Linked DNA regions of Mus musculus: region 2 is linked to region 1. Evidence: chromatin contacts called from public HiChIP or PLAC-seq data. All regions are on one chromosome and are shown on one strand. The core of a region is the stretch at or near the end of the contact, and the rest is flanking DNA. Distances in the headings are between cores, read along the strand shown.

Region 1 (4,142 bases), core at 1,588-4,087:
AAAGAAAAGAAAAGAAAAGAAAAGAAAAGAAGGAAGGGGAAGGAAGGAAGGAAGGAAGGGAGGGAGAGAGGGAGGGAGGGAGGGAGAAAGAAAAGAAAAGAAAAGTATGAAAAGCCTAAACCAGGCATATGGTAGCACACGCCTTTAATCCCTGCACTCGCACTCGGGAGGCAGAGGCAGGGGGATTTCTGAGTTTTGAGCCTGGTCTACAGAATGAGTTCCAGGACAGCCAGGGGTACACAGAGAAACCCTGTCTCGGCTGTCAGCTGGTAAAGCACCCGCTATACAAATTTAATGATGCCCATTACTCTACAAAGCTGTTCCTGACCTCGGACACTCAGTCACTGTGCTTTAGGGCATGTGTGTACACCCACCTCCACATCATACAAATATAATAAAAAATTTTAAAAGCATAACATTTTGGGAGACAGGAGATGAGACAGTGGTTGAGAGCATCAGCTGCTCCTGCAGAGGACTAGGGCTCAGCATCCATACTGTGGTTCACAACCATCTGTGACTCCGGTTTCAAGAAACCTAGCGCCTTCTCCCAGTCTCTGTTGGCACTGCATACATATGATATGCATACATGTAGGAAACACATTCATTCACATAAAAATAAATAACTTTTAAAAACCCAGACAATTTTAAAAGTGAAGAATGAATCAAGAGTTATCCAAAGAGTATCCTACTGAAGTTAAAAAAAAAAATTACAGGGATTCCTGAACCATTTTCCTATCATAGCCACCTTCAGGAGAGTGGCTCACACCTTTAGTCCCAGCACTCAAGAGGCAGAGGCAGGGGATCTCTGAGTTTGATGACAGCCTGGTCTACACAGTGAGTTCCAACACAGTGAAGGCTTCAAAAGAGAAACCCTGTCTCAAAATGAGTGAGTTTGTATAAAATGAGGAGGGGGCTGGATAGAGCTGGCCCAGCAGTTAAGAGCAGGTACTGCTCCTCCACAGGTCCTGGGTTTGATTCCCAGCACCCACATCCCAGCTCCTGACTGTCGTTTGCTCCACCTCCCAGAGGTAGTACCCAATCCCTAGGAGTTCAAAAACTAAAAACCAACACTTCCCACCTCACCTTACTGGGTCAGAATAATCTCCTTAGCCAGGGAACTGCAGGCTTCCTATGAAAAACTAGCAAGGAGGCGATAAAAGGTGGGCAACTGTGTACATTTCCATGAAAAACTATTTTGCAGAGCAAACTTTGTTGTCCTTCAAAAATCTCCAGGGAGAGAAGGCAGTCCTAATCCTAAACTTTCTATCTTCCCCACTTAATTTAGACCTCAACGACACAGCACAGCACCGGACTCTCTACACTAGTGGTGTGGAAGTCAGTCCCAACAAAACAACTACAACCCCTCAAGCTCAGCCGGGGTGTGTGTGTGTGTGTGTGTGTGTGTGTGTGTGTGTGTGTGTGTGTGTGAGAGAGAGAGAGAGAGAGAGAGAGAGAGAGAACCTAGAAGCTTGCTGAGACTTTTGAATGAGAATGAAAAGATTTAGGATGCTTCCATTAAGGCCTGAGGCTTTTCATTTTGCTTCAGAGAGTTGGCAGAATTATTCTGAAGAGGAAGGCAAGCCTCGTCCAGAATGCCCTGCCCCGGTCTCTGGTGGGCGGCCCCCCAGGATCCAGCCCATCCATAATTTATTATCAAGTGCCCATGCCAACAAATTAATGCACAATGATTCCCTCCCCTGCTCTCCCACAAGGAGGCAACCTTTAAGTCTGAACAATGTGCCCAGAGAAGGAACTGACGGGCAGACACAAGCCTCATCCAAGGGAAAGATAAGCTTGCATTTTTCTCTTTTCCACACCTTTTCCTCTGGCCCATTCTCTCCACTCAACTCAACGCTGTAGAAAATGCAAGTCTAGGACCTGCTCTTAGCGTCTTGGTGCCCTTCCCTTTGTCCATAGCCACGTTCTTCAGAGACGCCAACGCTTTATGGCTTTGGGTTTCCTTAAGATCCGTATATACATGATGAAAGGCAACGTCAGCCTGGGAGCTATGGAAAGGATAACGAGTCACTCTGCCATGAGTAACTCAAACCTGGAGACCACAGGCTCTGACCCGCTAAGTGGACATGGACCACAAGGGCTGGGGAGAGGAAACACACCTCCAAGGAAACTACTCACTGACAGATGTACCTGGCTGGCGGTAGGCCATCGGCCAAGTCACCAACGCCTGGGCCTCGTCGCCGAATGAAGTGGGTGACCCTTAAGGCTAGCCTCTACCAATCCTTTCAGAGCCCTGACACGGGTCTTTGGGAAGTATAAGCGAAGGCAACAGAGAAGTTTCGAATGAGGAGACAATTTTCGACGAGAAGGGCAAAGAGCGTGATCCGTTAAAAAAAAAAAAAAGGCACAACCCAGTCACAGGCTTGGGCCTAGAGGTCCCACCCCGGGGATGGAGGGAAAAGGCGACAGCTGAGGCAGGAGGCCGGGCCAGGGGACCCGCGGGCCGCTCAGCCGCTGGCCAGGGTGGAACCAGGGCGCCGCAGGGCAGCGGCGACGGCGCGGGGCCCCGGAGGCCCTGCAGGGCGACAGCGCGGGGCGCGGCGGGGGAGGGGCGGCGTGGGGGAGGGGAGCCGGGCCTCACAATACCGGCTCGCCCGCGCGTCCCACCCGTCACGACGAGGCCCCGGCTCCGCGGTCCCCACGATGCACTCACACAGGCAGAGGGTCCGTGCGGGGCCCTCAGCGGCTGCGGCGTCGGCGGGTTGCGCTTCAGTCGCTCGCTTGATCCCGACGGCCGCGTTCCGGCGCGCGTCCCCTCCTCGGGCCCCAGCACCAAGCAGCAGCGCCTCCACTTCCGGTCCCCCTGCCACTCGGGCAAATGGCTTCCGGAAGTCCCGCCCCTGGCTGCGGGGCTAGTTGCGGGGCGGGTGCGCCTCACTTTCCCTCGCAGTGCGCGCTCTTTGCTTGGCGCACAGGTCTACCGTCCCTGCCAAGTACTGACTTTGTTCTCTTTCTTTCCCCGACTTGAGCCTCCATCTTTCCTGTAACTGCCTTCCTGTCCTGATAGGATGACGGAAACTATCCGGAGATGGCCTTAGAGACAGTGTAGCTTGACCTCTCGCTGACGCTACTCCCTTCTTAGCCACTGATTTCCTCCACCGATGGGATAAACCAGATTGCAGAGAATGGGGAGAAATAGGCCCGAAGTTAAAAGGGGCAACCCCTACATTTACCAGCAGAATTTCTATGATGATACTCAGAATTGTGTGATAGATACCACTCGGGGAATAACAGAAACCCCAGTCTTTACCTTAGAAATCCATCCAGTTTAGGGGAGTACATAGAGAGTCAATGTAGAGATTAGATGCTAACGGCTGGATAAGTGCAGGACAGATCAGCGCCAAGAGGAGGGGCAAGAGATTGCGTCATCATTAGCAGGGAAACTTGGTGGAGCAGTGCCAGGGCTGGCTCTTTAATGATGGATAGGATTCATTCAAACTCATAATAGTGAATTGCAGAGCATTCCAGGACTCTGAAACTGATTGAGAATGTTCTTGAAACCTGTAAGCCTAAATTATCGAGATAATAAAATAAAATTTCAAATCACTTATGTGCTGCTTGTATTATCTCGAATGCAAAATAAAAATTTCAAGATAATGACTTTGTCACTGCCTCCATAACTCTTCTGCAGATATTCCAGTTACATATGGTACACTAGCAAGATCTCAGTAAGTGCTGTTTTAAGTGTTTTGATCAAGAGAATATCGTAAAGGGTTATTTAAACAGTTTAGTATTAAATACACTGTTAAGAGAAACAACTTGAATTGGTTTCCAATGATAAAGCCCTATGTCTGGGTTGTTTTTGTCAATGACACAAATCAGGGTCATTTGAGGAAGGGAACTTTAAAAATGCCTTCATCCGATTGGCATGTAGGCAGTCTATGAGGGTATTTTCTTGATTAATAATTGATGGGCGTATCCCACTGTGAGTGGTGCCACTTGGCGAAGGTGGCCCTGAGTTGAGTTGTATAAGAGCACACAGTCAGTCAGTAAGAAACGACATTCTATAGCTCCAGTTCCTACCCTGACTTCTCTCTGTGACAGCTGTGATCTGAGAGCTGTAAAGGAAGTAAGTCCTTTCCTCTCCACTTGGCTTTTAGTCATGGTGTTCCCCCTTCTCTCTC
Region 2 (3,697 bases), core at 483-2,982, 110 kb after region 1:
TAGGGTTAAAGCTTAGGGTTAGCTTCCTTCTTGGAGGTTTTTAATGGGTCCCTTATGGTAGCGACATGCTGCTGCCGTGCAATTCTTTTGCTGTTTCTTCTCTACAGTTTCTGGCCCTGTGGAGGTGGTAGCACAGATAATCAGAGCTTACAGCTTTTAACATTTCCCTGAAATTAAAAAAAAAAAATGTGTGTGTGTGTGTGTGTGTGTGTGTGTGTGTGCGTGCGTGTGTGTATGTGTGTGCGTGTGTGCATGTGTGTGTGTGTGCACGCATGTGTGTGTGTACTCTGCTATATTGAAGTAAGAAGATAACTTGCAGGAGTCTCTTCTCTCCTGCCGGCTGGGTCCTAGAATTGAACTCAGGGTTTCGGGTTGCCTTCAGGGGCCTTTACCTTCTAAGCCGGCTCATGTCCAGCCTCTTCTGTTAAAGCATACTTTTCAGCCTTGTTTGGCATCCAAAGTGAGACCCTTCTGTTCGCCTCACTTACACTTACAAGAGGATACATCCCTGGCTTTAACGTCTTATGAAAGCTATCTACTTCCGTGTGGCATTTAAGGCTGGTCCTGCATAAAGTAAATAGAATAGCAACAACCAAAAGTGCAGTGACCATGTGCCGTGTGCCCAGCATTACATTAAATATTTTGTTTATTTAATCCCAAGGGAAGCCCACAGACCTATTTTTAGCTCATTTTATGACCCTCCATTTTACATTCAAGAGAACTGTGTTTACTACCGATTATATTATGTAAAATCTGTAAGTGGTAGATCTTGAGTTCCAAACCCCTGTTTGCCCCGAGTCAAGACTTGCTTTTTTGTTCCTGCTCACAGGGGTTTGGAACTCAAGATCTTGAACAGAAGTGAGGAAATGTTGGGCGCATGCAGCTTGGCAGATGCTGTATAGACCTGTCAGCTTCCTGATAAAGCCAGTGGGGACGTCTCATCGTGAGACTCCTTACACAGTACGGAGGAGCAGTAGGCAGGAAAGGAGCTATCAGTGTGATAGGCAGACACCTCCCTTGCCCAGCGCCTTTTCTTGTTCTTGGTGGTGGTTATTGCGCTATTAACTACAAAGGGAGTGTTTATTTGACAACCATGGGCGGTTAAAGCAGATGAACTCTGGCTGCTGGCAGGCTGGCCACACGCCACCAGGCTGGGCTACCTGCGAGGTGCGCACATTGTTGGATCTCAGGAGACACAGAGCTTCTGTTTCATTTCACGACAGAGGTCATGTGGGGACACAGAATTCTGCTAAGTCTTCACGTGGAAGATATTGTCAGGTGACACGCACTCCTCCTACATGCTCTCCATGGAAGAACTGCTCGGTACTCTTAGCTTGAAGTATATTTCCCATGAAGCCAATATTGGGAAGTAAGTTTTCCTCTTCTAGAATGCTGCTTTTAAAAAAGGAACTCTGCCATGACTGGTGTGAAATGCAGCTCTCAGGAGCAGGTGATGATCTCGGCAGGGAGGAAGGCACAGCGGGTCGTGGACTTCTGTAAATCTGTAGCTTTTACTTCTTGGTAAAGTGATTAAAAGTGGACTGTAGTACTTTATTTCATTGTTTCAGGTGAAGATCAGTCTCTTCTACAGTATAGACATTTCCCGAAAGTTATGCTAATGTTAAGACAGACAGACAGACAGACTTAAAAAAACGGGAACTTAGGGTAGATACAAAGACAGTTTCATGAAAGCTTAATGACTTTGAGGAACTGTAAACAAGGCCAAAGCACTGGGACAGTGTGAGGAAGCATCAGAAGAGGGCTGGCTTCCCAGGAGGCCAGGGAGAGACCGAGCAGTGATGGTGGAGACTGCGTCCTCTAATGGGTATGGGATCTCTCCCAATAGACAGTAGGACAGTGCCATATGGAGGCCACATGTTGATGTCAGATGTCTTCCCCCGTTGCTTCTCATTCTTGGTTTTGTAGATTAGACTGGCCAGTCTTTGAGGTCTGTCTCCAGCTCTCCAGCACCATGGTCATGAGTGCACGCCACTACACTGGTTTGTAACTGCCTCACCTGGCCTTTCCCTACATGGGTGCTGGGGATCTGAACTCAATCCCCCATGTTATGCAAGGACTTTACCTATGGAGCCTTGTCTCAGGCTTCAACTCCTCTTTAGAAAGGAAATAGTTAAGTTTGTCCTCATTGAGCTTTTAAACTTTGTCCTAATAAATGTTACCTTGGAGGGGTAGGAATGGAGACTATTAGCTCCATTAGGTCTCCATTGTTTGGAGACCATTGAAATCACCGAGACAGATCATCACCTAGGTTGCAGCTATGGTCAGAGATGAGGTCCTTGCCTTGCACTGTGTCAGCCTGGGTTCCCCCTACCCCTGGACTTCAGTAATGGGCATTGAACTTAGGTATTCCGAAAGAATACACTCAATTCACTAGTTTGAAAATTATTGTAGGTTTGTCTTATTCTTGAGGCTCGTCGGAGTTTATGCCTTGGTTTCACAGGCTCACAAAAATAGTCACTGGCTTCAGACCTTACAGACTTGACAAACCAAGGTAGTTCCCATTGTAAGTGCATTTAGACAGCTCATGGGTCTTAAGTTTTTAGGAAAGAAAGAGAGGGAGAAGTGACTGCACACAGGTGTATAGGATGGAGGGGTGAGACAGCTGTTTCTGAGCATGGCACAAGGAGGTGAAGGGAAACCCTGCTGTTCTTGTGTGGCTAGATTGTGGAGGAAAGGACAGGTGAGAGAGTGGGACCTCGGGCTAAGCAGAGTTACCTTATAAGCTTTGCTAAGGAGTTTGAGAGCAAAGCGTTTAACCTGGGGGTGGGGGAGCATATTAGGCCGTCCATGAGCCCTGTCACCCAACCCAGACTGTGGGAAAGAGAGAAGACTGGGAAAGGAGTGGATAATAAGGAGGCTCCTCAGTGGCAAGAGAAGGTTTTGTGGGAGCAGCAGAAGAAGATAGTGGTCAGGGTATGCCATTGGGTACTGCTGGAGAGCTCTCAGGTGGGAGTGGACAAGTGCCCGTAGGAGTCTGTGTTATGAGCCTTGCAGAGAAAGCCAGATTCTAGAGGACAGGGGACCTTAGGTAAGGCTGTAACTAAGCCACTCTTAGAGACTTGGCTCTTAGGAGATACAGAAAAGTTAGAGGAGGAGATGGACTAGACTCGAGTTGTTAGAGATGGCTCAGTGGTTAAGAGCACTTACTGTCTTGCAGAGGACTCAGGTTTGGTGGCCAGCACCCACGAGGTAGTTTACAGTCAACTGTAACTCCAGATCCAGGGAATCTGGCATCATCTCTGGCCTCTGCAGGCTCCTGCATGCAAATGGCACACATAAACTCATGTAGGCACATTCACATACATGTAAAAATAATGAATGAAATAGTGAGAAGAGTGTATGGAAGGTTCTGGTAAGGATGAGGAGTATTTACTGTCTAGAATTCCTTTCTAGAGAAAAATTAGGTGGATGGAAGAGCAAACATTGAAGAGTTAGAGAATTAACATTGTTTTGAATACATATGTTAGTTGTTCATCATTACTTAAATTAACTATGTGTGTATATTCATGTACGTGCATGTATGTACATATACATGTGAATGTATACCAGAGCACATATGTGGAGGGCAGAGGAAAACTTTCAGGATTCAGTTCTTTCTTTCTACCATGGACTGTGGGGTTTGAATTCAAGTCGTCAGCTTTGCTTGCTGACTCATTGGCTCTGGTCTTTATCATTA

What was found. HiChIP or PLAC-seq counts read pairs in DNA pulled down with a chosen protein or histone mark.
Region 2: a contact with region 1 is called in an H3K27ac HiChIP or PLAC-seq map of microglia, with 2.9 times the contacts expected there. The contact joins the enhancer-like site here to the promoter of Pafah1b2 in region 1. A contact is called at or near these places in 2 of 39 promoter capture datasets (the C10 cell line and liver), 1 of 484 Hi-C or Micro-C datasets (colon epithelium), 5 of 115 datasets of contacts at active chromatin or transcription factors (bone marrow-derived macrophages, embryonic midbrain, embryonic stem cells and 1 more) and 3 of 9 other capture datasets (adipose tissue, liver and macrophages).

Annotation. Positions count from the first base shown.
Region 1 is chr9:45,982,034-45,986,175 of GRCm38.p6, forward strand. It overlaps Pafah1b2 (platelet-activating factor acetylhydrolase, isoform 1b, subunit 2), which reads right to left and starts at 2,838. Exons shown (of 6, transcript NM_008775.3): 1 at 2,672-2,838.
Region 2 is chr9:46,097,594-46,101,290 of GRCm38.p6, forward strand. All of the region lies in intron 1 of Sik3 (SIK family kinase 3), which reads left to right. Among named protein-coding and RNA genes, the nearest start is that of Gm46110, 20 kb to the left of the region's middle. Within about 2 kb of position 1,733, at least 65 of the 459 cell types and tissues checked have an H3K27ac peak or open chromatin away from gene starts, as enhancers often do. A contact at or near this core is called in bone marrow-derived macrophages, colon epithelium and microglia, where this site is marked.